Linked DNA regions of Danio rerio: region 1 is linked to region 2. A link is a contact called in public Micro-C data. All regions are on one chromosome and are shown on one strand. The core of a region is the stretch at or near the end of the contact, and the rest is flanking DNA. Distances in the headings are between cores, read along the strand shown. Region 1 overlaps gng7 (guanine nucleotide binding protein (G protein), gamma 7). Region 2 has its middle 30 kb from the start of gadd45bb.

Evidence for each region. Hi-C and Micro-C count contacts between places; a contact is called where the count stands out from the background.
Region 1: a Micro-C map of caudal fin shows a contact between it and region 2, with 4 times the contacts expected there. The contact joins two enhancer-like sites. A contact is called at or near these places in 3 of 18 Hi-C or Micro-C datasets (caudal fin, embryo and hematopoietic stem cells).

Annotation. Positions count from the first base shown.
Region 1 is chr2:40,000,206-40,005,920 of GRCz12tu, reverse strand. All of the region lies in intron 2 of gng7 (guanine nucleotide binding protein (G protein), gamma 7), which reads left to right. Among named protein-coding and RNA genes, the nearest start is that of gng7, 20 kb to the left of the region's middle. Within about 2 kb of position 2,425, at least 19 of the 62 cell types and tissues checked have an H3K27ac peak or open chromatin away from gene starts, as enhancers often do. A contact at or near this core is called in caudal fin, where this site is marked.
Region 2 is chr2:39,946,249-39,952,396 of GRCz12tu, reverse strand. No RefSeq gene overlaps it. Among named protein-coding and RNA genes, the nearest start is that of gadd45bb, 30 kb to the right of the region's middle. Within about 2 kb of position 1,621, at least 12 of the 62 cell types and tissues checked have an H3K27ac peak or open chromatin away from gene starts, as enhancers often do. A contact at or near this core is called in caudal fin, where this site is marked.

The DNA of each region.
Region 1 (5,715 bases), core at 1,176-3,675, 53 kb before region 2:
CTGTGTTCACACCAGACGTGGAACGCACTGATAAATTTCGCTATTCATACTTAAATAGCTGCGTGAACATTTGAGTTTGCTCGCTTCATTCGCGCATCAAACCCCGCTTCCTTCGCGTGTCAAATCCGCTTCATTCGCGCGTTAAAGAACAGACTTCAGAACAGATTCGGATTCGCGTGATGGGCAGGGCTTCTGTCTGCCTGGTGACTCTAGCTGCATTGCTAAATGGCTAACATGGATTTTGTTAAGAAAATAACTGTGTTTAAGTGCTTAAGGCTGAAAAACAGCGTTGATTCGTGTAAGGCCGTGTCTGAGTCCACTAGATCTTTTTAGAGGTGCATCCAGCTCTGTGAGCTCATAAACTCCTCCAGAAACTTAACCTGAATAATAGAGCCATTCAGCGGTGCTTCTGACTGAGCTGAGCCCAGTCAAATGCACAAAACGGTCGATTCGTGATGTGCGGTGCGCCATTCGCGTATATCGCGTCATTCGCGTGGTGCCATTCGCGTCGCGCCCCAGGGTGTCTATTCGCACATTTGCATTGATTTAACATGTAAATTACTCTCACTTGACGCTTTTTCCGCGTCTGGTGTGAACACAGCATTAAAGGTGCAGTATATAAGTTTGACACCCAGTGGTTGAACTAGGTATTGAACGCATGGTTCAAAACAGACGCAAGTGCAGGTTGCTAGATTGACAACACCAACAGGAGTGTGCCTGAGTATCCAGCCTAAAGGCTGATTTAAACCGTGTTCTAAATAAGAGCAATGGCACCTGCTAGAAGGAGTATTTTCCTTAGTTTTTGTACTAACCAACACCTGAAAATTATATTTTAAAAACAACTTCTATTTCTTGGAGCTGGACTACTGGATAAACTGACAATGCTCACCTCAAGTACACCTCATGTGCATTAATCAGTGTTATATGCTAATAATGTGAGTTTGAATACCATTTAACATGACGTGACGTTGCCATACTGAAAGCAGCAGCAGACCTCTGAGCTTGAAAATAAAATAAACCGTTTGAAATTAAACTTTAGAACTGTGACTCGGTGCAAGCCAACACATATCAGTGATTCAGCATGTACATTTAATAATGTTAAAGAGGTTTAATATGTATTAACTGGATTGTAAATCTTACCATTTTGTTGGAGTGCAGTAAGTCCACTATTCTCTGAATGGTCATGTTTTGTCTGGTCTAAAATTGCTTATCACTGCAAATCTCATCGCATAGCATGTTGTTAGGACATAGAGTTACAATGTAACCTGCTCACCTAATGTTTGCATTCATAATATTTATTTTATTTGTTAATTAATAACTACTTCATGTGGAATAATGCACATTTTCAAAGCAGAGTAACTGACTTTAGCGTTGTTTTTCAGATAAACAAATATGTTTACTTACCATGTTTCTTAAATATCTGCAAACATATTATGGCATTTTTATGGTTTAGAAGAGTCAAAAATGTACATACAGCACCTTTATTTAAAAAAAAAGTTTGGAATCTGTTAAATTCAATAGTAAATACTAAAAAGTTAGGTTTTTCTACTGCTAGTGTAAAATGTAAAAAATTACAATAAAAGTACTCGTCATGCTGTAAAATGTAATTTAATTTATTTATATATATATAGTTGCAGTTAGGCTATTTTACTGTAAAATGAAATTGTGGTATAGGGCTGTGCTACTGTAAAACACATTTACAGGTAACAGTGCTGCCAGTAAGTTACTGCAAAAACACAATAAAATGTCTAACAGTGCATAGAGGTTTGGAACAACAAGAGTGAGTGAATAGTAAGTAAATCCAAATTTTTGTGTGAACTAGCCCTTTAATAGAATTAGCAAATGGCATAATAACCCCCAGTCTTTTCTGAAGCAATATTGTGGATATGTTGAATATTAATGCACTGTAGAGAATACCATAATCTGAAAACAGCCTGTCTAATACACTTTAGCCACAGATGCACTTGAGATACAGATTCACATTAAAATACAGAGCATAACATTAGTTTTCTGATTGATGCCAACCGCACTTTACCACTCAGTTTTTCACTGTAGACTATTTATAGCACAGCCTTATTATTGAAAGTGATTTGCTGCATTTCTTTTAAATGATGTTTCTTAAACCAGATGCGCAACCCATGATCTGAATATTATTACTTGTATAAAAGAGTGCTAGAGATTCAAGCACCTAAAACAAGGCCTAATAGTGTGATTTGAGAGCGTGTGGTTATTTTCACCATCTCCTCGGTGTTCAAAAATCCCTATTCAGTTGGACTGTTGGCCACATTCCTGCCGCTCTTTACTGGCTTTCGTTTTTTTTTTTTTTTTGGTGAGAGAGAGGAATGTCACGTGAGAGAATGTGAGTAACGGTTGCTGATGCGCAGCCTCCTCCTCCTGCGCTCACACACTCCCCAGCATATAGATCAGCTCCCACTCTCACCTACATGTGCGGAGGGTGTGTGTGCGTGTGTATGTGTGTGTGTGGCCCACTCTAGCGCATGCATCGCAGCTGGGGGCTTAGTGCATTGCGCATAGGATTCTTGCACACGAAAGCCTCCATTCCTCCTCTGCCTCCTCCTCCTGTATGTTTTATTTAATGCCGTAGTCGTAGGTTATGTATATTTTAGTGCACGTTTGCAGAACTCTGAACTCTTGCGTTACTCTATTAACAGTAATATAATTCTATGTTCTAGTATGTCTTTGCTTTAAGGAGCATTTGATCCATCACTGTGTTCTGCAAGCCATTCAGGGTCTTTTATCTTTTTTTTTTTTTTGCAATTGTGATGGTTGTTCAAATTTTTTTAGGAAGATGACTCTTTGCAAATACAGATGAGGATCTTTTGTTTTGACATGTTTCCACCATAGAAATGCCAAGGCATTGAAATACCAACAAACATTGATGCATTTAGTGCATTTTATAAAAAAACTAAATATGTAATCATCATCAGCCAAAATAATAATAATAATAATAATAATAATAATAATAATAATAATAATCCTATAATATTACAGTGAATCAACAATTCATCAAAAAAAACTTTTTTAACAGGACTTATTTTGTGCTTATTTGGTGGCGACCCCTAGTTAATAAAGGAACTGTAAGCCGAAAAGGAAAATGAATGAATGAATATAATATAGTGTGCTATAATAGTGGCATGGTGATGCAGTGGGTAGCGAAGTCACCTCACAACAAAAAGGTCGCTGGTCGGCTGAGTCAGTTGGCATTTCTGTGTGGAGTTTGCATGTTCTCCCTGTGGTTATGTGGGTTTTCTCCGGGTGCTCCGGTTTCCCCCACAGTCCAAAGACATGCGCTGTAGGTGAATTGGATAAGCTGAATTGGCCGTAGTGTGTATGTGCGAATGCAAGTGTGTATGGGTGTTTTGAAAGGGCATCCCCTGCGTAAATAATTGAAATAAATAATTTAAATAAATGATTGACTTCTGTTGTCTTCATTAGTTTCAAAAACACAAATTTGTTTACAATTTAAAACATCTTTTTGGATCTTTTTTTCTGGAGATACTGTTGTCCTAAAAAACAACAACAAAAAAAGTAAATAAAAAATCTTACACATTTTAGGAATGGTATAACGGAAAATTTTGACGGTTTTAAAACCTTGACTTTTCCAAACCACGGTATAACTTGAAAATTGTTATCGCCCCATGCCTAAGCGCATGTCTTTGGGTCGCCCAAACCAGCGACAGTCTTGCTGTGAGGTGTCAGTGCTAACCACTGAGCCACCATGCCTCCCCATACAGTGGGTATTACCATATGCTATTTATATTACTTTTTATTATTAATTAATTCTGTTTAATTTTTATATTATTAATCATTTTATGAAAATATTGTTGTGAGTGATAATAATAATAGTAATAATAATAATAATAATAATAATAATAATAATAATAATAATAATAATAATAATAATACATATTATTAATAGACATTTAACCATTAAATTAACATTATTCGATTAACATTAAACATGAGAAAGTCCCATTTTAATCGTTCTACTTAATAATTGAATGTGTAATAATTGAATGCCTCCATGCTACCAAATGCTTTTTTCACATTTGCACAGATCCCATAGCTGGATTTTTATGTGTAAAAATAATGTTGTAGTTATCTATAACATTTGTAAAAGGACCAACAATATTTAGTTTTAAACATTTGTAATTTATAATATTATTGCACATTGTCTGATATCATTATTATTATATGCTACATATTATATCTTTCAATATATATATATATATATATATATATATATATATATATATATATATATATATATATATATATATATATATATATAAATAATAACAAAGCCCCTAGAGTTATTTTAGATTATTAGAGTACACTGTTATGTGCACTTACTTTACTACTTGATTGAAATTCTTTCTGTGAAGCAATCATGCTACTCACTGCACAACCGCGACACACTTTACTGAAATTTACTAGTCATTTATTTCTGTTATGTTTCACTGAAAGCGGTGTGTTATAGTATTCTGATGAAGCATTAAAGCAAGTATTTTTTCAAACATACTCATTGCATGCTTCAGCTCTGTTTGCATTGCTTAACTCATTTGCATGGAGGTTTTCTTCCAGGTCTGAACAGCACTGATAGTTACACATGTTTTGAATGGCTGTAAGTTCCAATGAACAACTGAAGCACGGCAGGAATGCTGTTGCTCTTACTGGAATTTGAATGATTCTTCTTGGGAAAATTAAAGCTCAGCCAATTTTTTTTTTTCAGTCAAAATTTGCACACATATATGATATGATTTGTTCAGGAAGTGCTTTTTCCTCCCTGTTCAAAGTTTTGATTACATCAGGGACATAACAAACTGTGTTCATCCTTCCGTTCTCTGCATGTTCTGGCTGATCTGATAGCAGCAGAATCAGCATTCTGAGTGTCTTGTGTTGAAGAACTGGCCGTAAGCAACTGTTTGTCCATCTGTCTGAACCTGTATGTTTGTAAACCACAAACGAAGTCAAAGTTCAGAGTACTCATGTTGTTATCTTTTATCTTTCCCAGAAAGCAGCTGTAGATTGCATACAGTAAGTCAGATTTTTCCAAATATAGCTGTTTGTTATTGTTTTAGTCTGTCCTTCAGAACAAAAGATCACTTGGGTTTCAGTTTTAATAATAACCCTTTATAGGGCACTTATTGCAAATTGAAATACTCATTGTAAAAGTGTTACTGGGTGAACTTTTATCATTGAAACAATTATATTTTAAACCAAGTCAATTAAGTTGCTATATATGGTTCTTAATAATATATATTTTTATTAATAATATATTAATATACAGTATATAGAATAATTTAAGATGAAAGCATAAAATTAGGGTGCTTTATTTAAAATAAAACCTGACAATTTTATGCATGAAAGGTTTGTGAATAGTTTTCAATCTCATTTCTGTGCTTTGGTGCAAAGTTATTCATGGTATCATTACAATAATTGGAAAATCTATATCAATGATTAGAGTAGGGCTGCACGATATTGGAAAAATTTGACATATATATTGCAATATACTGTATCTTAAGTTTTACCAAATGATTGAATAGCACTACTTGGAAATTATTTATAGTCACACTTTGTTTTAACATTCACTTCTCGCTATTAGCAAACCATTAACTATAACTTTTGCTTCGATAAACTAATCCTAATCTGCTCCATATTACTAGATATTAAGGAAGTTTAGGTATTGGGTTA
Region 2 (6,148 bases), core at 372-2,871:
TTGAGTTATCCTTTAAATTGTAATAATATAGCACAATACCACTCTTTTACTGTTTTTCGGATCAAATAAATATACTGTTTATGAACAAAAGGGACTTCATTCATCTACACAGCAAATAAAATCTGACTATATACAGTGTTGTGGAAAGTTACTTTTGAAAGTAATACATTAAAATGTTGAGTTACTACACAAATAATTAACTTCTAGCATTACTTATACTTTTCATGAAAAGTAATGCTTGCATTACTTTTAAATTACTTTTTTATACCTGCCTGAGGCCTAATCTCTTTCTGAACTTGCAGGGTATTTTTATTTATTTATTTTAAATAGAGGAGCTCTGCATTTAACAACACACTGTATAAGTTTACACCTTTACTTACCTTTAATATAAAGCTAAATAGAATAATATTTACTTCTGAGAGCTTCCTGCCACATATACAGATTAATGTAATTGGATGAAAGCTAAATCAATAAATGTGTTTGCTACTTACAGTTGAAGTCAGAATTATTAGCCCCCTTGCATTATTAGCCCCCGTTAATTTTTTCCCCCAATTTCTGTTTAATGGAGAGGAGATATTTTCAACACATTTCTAAACATAGTTGTTTTAATAACTCATTTCTAATAACTGATATCTTTTATTTTTGCCATGATGACAGTAATTAATATTTGACTAGATATTTTTCAAGAAACTTTTATACAGCTTAAAGCGACATTTAATGGCTTAACTGGGTTAATTAGGTTAACTAGGCAGGTTAGGGTAATTAGGCAAGTTATTGTATAATGATGGTTTGTTCTGTAGACTGTCGAAAAAATAAATAACTTAAAGGGGCTGATAGTTTTGACATTAAAATGGTTTCAAAAAATTTTTAAAACTTCTTTTATTCTAGCCAAAATAAAACAAATAAGACTTTCTCCAGTAGAAAAACATCATTTGAGAAATATTTAAAAAGTATTTTTATGTAAGTATTTTTGTCATATTAGTTCAGTAAAATCACTGTCCATTTAGACTATTCCCATTACACTAATTAAAAATCAGCAAAGTACACATTTCAATTTAAATATTAAACATGAATGCAAAATAGCCTCAAATCAAAACCTTACAGAAATTGCTCTTAGGTCTAAATACAGAAAAACATTGAAGTGCATAATTACTTTGATAGTTTGTTTATTCTCCAGTGACATTTTAAAAAAGTGCCTACGTAGCTCAGACAAAGAGAAAGCAGCTCTGTAATTTGACTGTCTCTTCAGCTCTAATCCTTTCTTCTGCTTGTTATTGCCATTCTGTGGAAAGTGAGAACCGGTCCGTATAGACACACTTGAACCTGACACTAAATCTTTACCTAAAGATATTTTTATGATGTTTTCATCTCCTGCCATCAAAGTCAGTTCGATTGCAAGACTGAACACATAGTCATTCTTACTTCCTGTATCAGTGTCTGCATTTATTTACACATGCACTAGACAGACGCATACTCACGCCAGAAGAACAGACAGTACACATACACGGCAATTATTATTACTAGCCTGTTCGCCTAATTTGTCTCTTGAGTGCAAAACCGAGCCGCATAGCCAGACGGTTCGCTGGAGTCTGCCAGACTCAGACAGTGCTGCTGAAGGTTTGTTAAGCCTCTGTGATGACTGCCTGATCGGGCTGAAAGCGTTGCGGATCATGCAGTCTCCCAGACACCCGTACACACAGACGCCTGGACCCCCGCCAGAGAAATCGTGGAGGTTAAGACAGACAGCCTGCTGCCAAACATTGTAAAAATACTTTTCAACACATTCATTTCAGCAGGAACTCACCTATAGTGAAGGACGGTAGGGCACAGTTAAGTTTTGGGAATAGGGTCAGTGTGGTTATTGGTTTGGTTTAGTTTAGTTTAGTTTAGTTTAGTTTAGTTTAGTTTAGTAAAAAAAAATATTAATTGGATTTGCCATTTTTTAGGGGTGGTTGCAAATTTATATGGGCTGAAATTAATCAAACAAATTAATTTGTTTAAATTCAGCCTATTTAAATTGTTTGCAACCACTTACCTTAAAAAATGTTTAGTAAATGCAGTGAATTGTTTTTTTTCTTTAGTGTAGGACAATACACAAGAATACATTTAATCCAGAACAGTCAAGATCCATGGTGTCAGGTTTTAGCATAAATGCTTATTTCGACCTTTAGTTTTTATGTGTGTGTAACTTGATTAAATAGAACAGTCAATAATATTACACAAACTACACTGTAAAAAATGCAGGATTCCACACAATTCATTAATTTTGTCCCAACATAAATTAAGGTAACATTACACCTTTAACAAATTTATGTGGATCGAACATAAAAAATTAAGTTGTTCTAATAAAAACTCAAGAGTTGTGTTGTTTTAGCTCATTTTAAATAAGTAGTTTGAATGACAAAAAAAAAAACAATTTTAAGGGGAAATATACAGTTGAAGTCGATATTATTAGCCATCCTGTAATTTTCTTTAGTTTTTTCAATTAATTTTAAATGGCTTTTTATTGGAGAGAAGGTTTTTTCAACATATTTAAGCATTATAATTTTAATAACTAAATATGTCTTTTGTCTTTGCCAGGATTTAGGCATGGGACCATAACCGTGTTCAAGGTATGCTGGGTTTGGAAAAATCAAGGTTTTGAAACCGCTAAAATTTTCTGCTATACTGTTCCTAAGGTATAAGTAAGATATTTTTTATTTAATTTTTTTGTTTTGTTTTTCAGGACAACAGTATCTGCAGCACAATTTTTTAATGTTAATATTAATTTTTAATGTTCATTTGAATTATTTAGCCTGACATGTTTGCTGTTCCAAATATTTTAAATGTTTCCCAAAAAAAAAAAAAAAGAATTATATATATATATATATATATATATATATATATATATATATATATATATATATATATATATATATATATATATATATATATATATATATATATATATATATATATATATATATATATATATATATAAAGGGGAACATTTTAAAAGAATATATTTTAGAGCAGTATTCTCAATATCGTGATACCGTGAAAACATAATATTTATATCCAAGGTTATCATACCATCAGAATCTTATGCCGGCCCATGCCTACCAGGATTACAGTACATAATATTTTAATAGTATTTCACTTAAAGTGCAATTTAAAGGCAGAAAACCCCTGTGAACAAAACCAAGACCCCCTCTTCTCTCCCCCACCTCACCGCACGACAACCCCAAACTGAGTGTGACTCACACAGATGAGTATGCTTGACAAATCACCTGTAGAAAACATACTCTTTCATCTCTCTGACACTTTAACAAACACTTTAACCAACACTTGCACCAATTTTTGCACATTTGCACCAGACATTTTCTTACAATCATTCTTACAATCAGCAAAAATTCAAGAATGAAAGGTGAGATACATAAATACAGTTACAAAAAAAGATTTCAAATTAAAATGCAAATTTAAACCTCTCAGAAACAAAATATTCAACGTGTAAATGTAAAACGCTTCCCTCTGCAATAAAAGTCTATCAATATCCCCATCCCTTCTCGGAACCTTAACTTGTTCCCTGCCAATATATTGTGATGTCGAAAGGTTATGTTTGAATGCATTAAAATGAACAGAAATAAGATTTCGTTGATCATTTAATCGTATATTACCTCTGTGTTCAGCAATTCGTGTTCTTAAACACCGTCTTGTTTTACCGATAAAAGCTAAACCACAAAGACATTTAGTCATATAGATGTATTGCAAGAAATCACACCTTCAATTGCTCACTTGAATGGGGAAAAAAACATTTAGTTGTGAAGTTACACTGTGCACATTGACCACCACATCTATAAAGCACATCATTGACTAAACTAAAGTCTTCTCTTTACAACAAAGAATTTAGAATGTTGGTCTTAAAGAAACGTTTAGTAACATAAATATTTTGCAGAGGGTTAAGGGGGATAATAGTATGCCCTAAAAATATTTTTACGTTAAAAAAAAGGATTCCATGCAGCCAAACTAAAAGAAATAAGACTTTTATCCTTGCTCCATTAAACATCACTTTATTATTCTTGAAAAATACAGTAATAAAAATAATTTTGTAAAATAATATGGTGCTCCATCAGTCAACTAACATTATTCTAAAATCAATCCAAGAAAGCAACCGACTCACTCACAATACTCTTACTCTCTTCACATGAAGTGTTGTCAGAAAAAAACTGGAAACTGCATTGTGGAACGGCCTGTTTGTACTTGCTATAGACAGTCTGAAAACACTGTAAACATCTCTCCGTCCAATAAGCTTAGGGGAATAGCACGTCACAAGATGTGTTTGTTCGCATGTCTGTGTGTTTGTTTGCTATTATCGGACTGTTTTTTGTTTTATAAAGTACTGACTCTCGCACTTCCAGGTAGCTTATAGAGGCGATTCAGAGCACTTCAGCAGCAGGAAGTGAAAGTTAAGCCCGGCTCTTGTTTGTCTGGCCTAAGCAAGCACTGTTAAAATGACCTGCTCACTCAGACACATTCAATAAGATGACCTCTGATGACCTGAAGTGATCAGGTGACCTTTGACCTCAGTGCTTTAAGAAGACAAGAAAGAGGAAAATAGGTTTGCTAACAGCTTAAAGGGCGTGCTTCCTCTTATATTCATATATGTATGCATACACAGCATACATCCCTGTGTCAGCGAATATAGACAATATATTTTGGTGCATTTAAACAAAACGGTTTTATTAAACAGTTAAATTCATTAAAGTGTGGTTGCCTAACATCTTTAGGAATATGAAGATAATATATTTAAATGCAAATGATGAAATGCAAAAAACTAAATTCAAACTACAAAATCTCTACTTCAAACTACTTAGCAAAATTAATTTTCGTAATTTTTTGGTTCTTTTATTTCTCCTACTTAATAAAATGTATTGAATATTTTCCCCCAACATATTAACTTGGGTGTACTAATTATTGAACCGTGCGTTTGTTAGATTAGTTTCAGTTTTGACTTTGGTACTGACTATTCTAATGTATATCCACAGATACAGTGCATCCGGAAAGTGTTCATAGCGCTACACTTTTTCCACATTATTTTATGCTATAGCCTTATTCCAAAATGGATTAAATACATTTATTTTCTCAAAATTCTACACACAATGCCCCAATGTGATTTTTTTTTTTAATTGTTGCAAATTTATTAAAAATAAAAAAATCTGAAAAATCACATGTGCACAAGTATTCACAGCCTTTGCTCAATACTTTGTTGATGCACCTTTGGCAGAAATTACAGCCTTAAGTCTTTTTGAATATGATGCCATAAGCTTGGCACACCTGTCTTTGTGAATTTTTGCCAATTCCTCTCATACCTCTCAAGCTCTATCAGGTTGGATGGGAAGCAATGGTGTATTTTCTGATCTCTCCAGAGATGTTCAATAGGATTTAGGTGAACAAGAGAATAATATTTGGAAAATGAAAGAGCCGAAAGTGTGTAAAATATAGCCATTGCAATGAACTCGTCTGTGACTTGAGTAGTATGTCTATTTTTTAGGGGAGGATGGGCTGATTTTTATACATTAAAGATTTTTACTAGTGACATGGTAGCGCAGTGGGTAGCACTGTCACTCACAGCAAGAAGGTCACTGGTTCGAGCCCCAGCTCTCGGCATTTCTGTGTGGAGTTTGCATGTTCTCCCCGTGTTTGCATGGGTTTCCTCTGGTTTCCCCCACTGTCCAAAGACATGCGTTATTGAGTAAGCTAAATTGTCCGTAGTGTATGTCCTAGTCCTCCAGGTTGGGGGTTGAGCATTGGGCTTACAACCCACCTCAAAAAAATTAGATGTTACGAAACACATGGTGCGGCTAAATATCAACTTTTGATCTAAACATCCCTGAGAGTGAGTGAGTGAGTGAGAGAGTGAGTGAGTAAGTACAGCTATTTACAAACAAATAACTCATTCTACACACTGTACAACCCAACAGTCAACTTAATCAACTGAAATGAGTGTAGTTAACTCAGAATTGACTGAGTTAATTTTACACATTTGAAAAGAGTTTTGAACTCAGTGTTGAAGGTAATGAGTTAATTAAACATCTCATTACTTCAACTTAAATAGAGTAAGTTCACATTACTCGTATAGATTAGTTTAACTCAAATGGTTTGTAGCAAT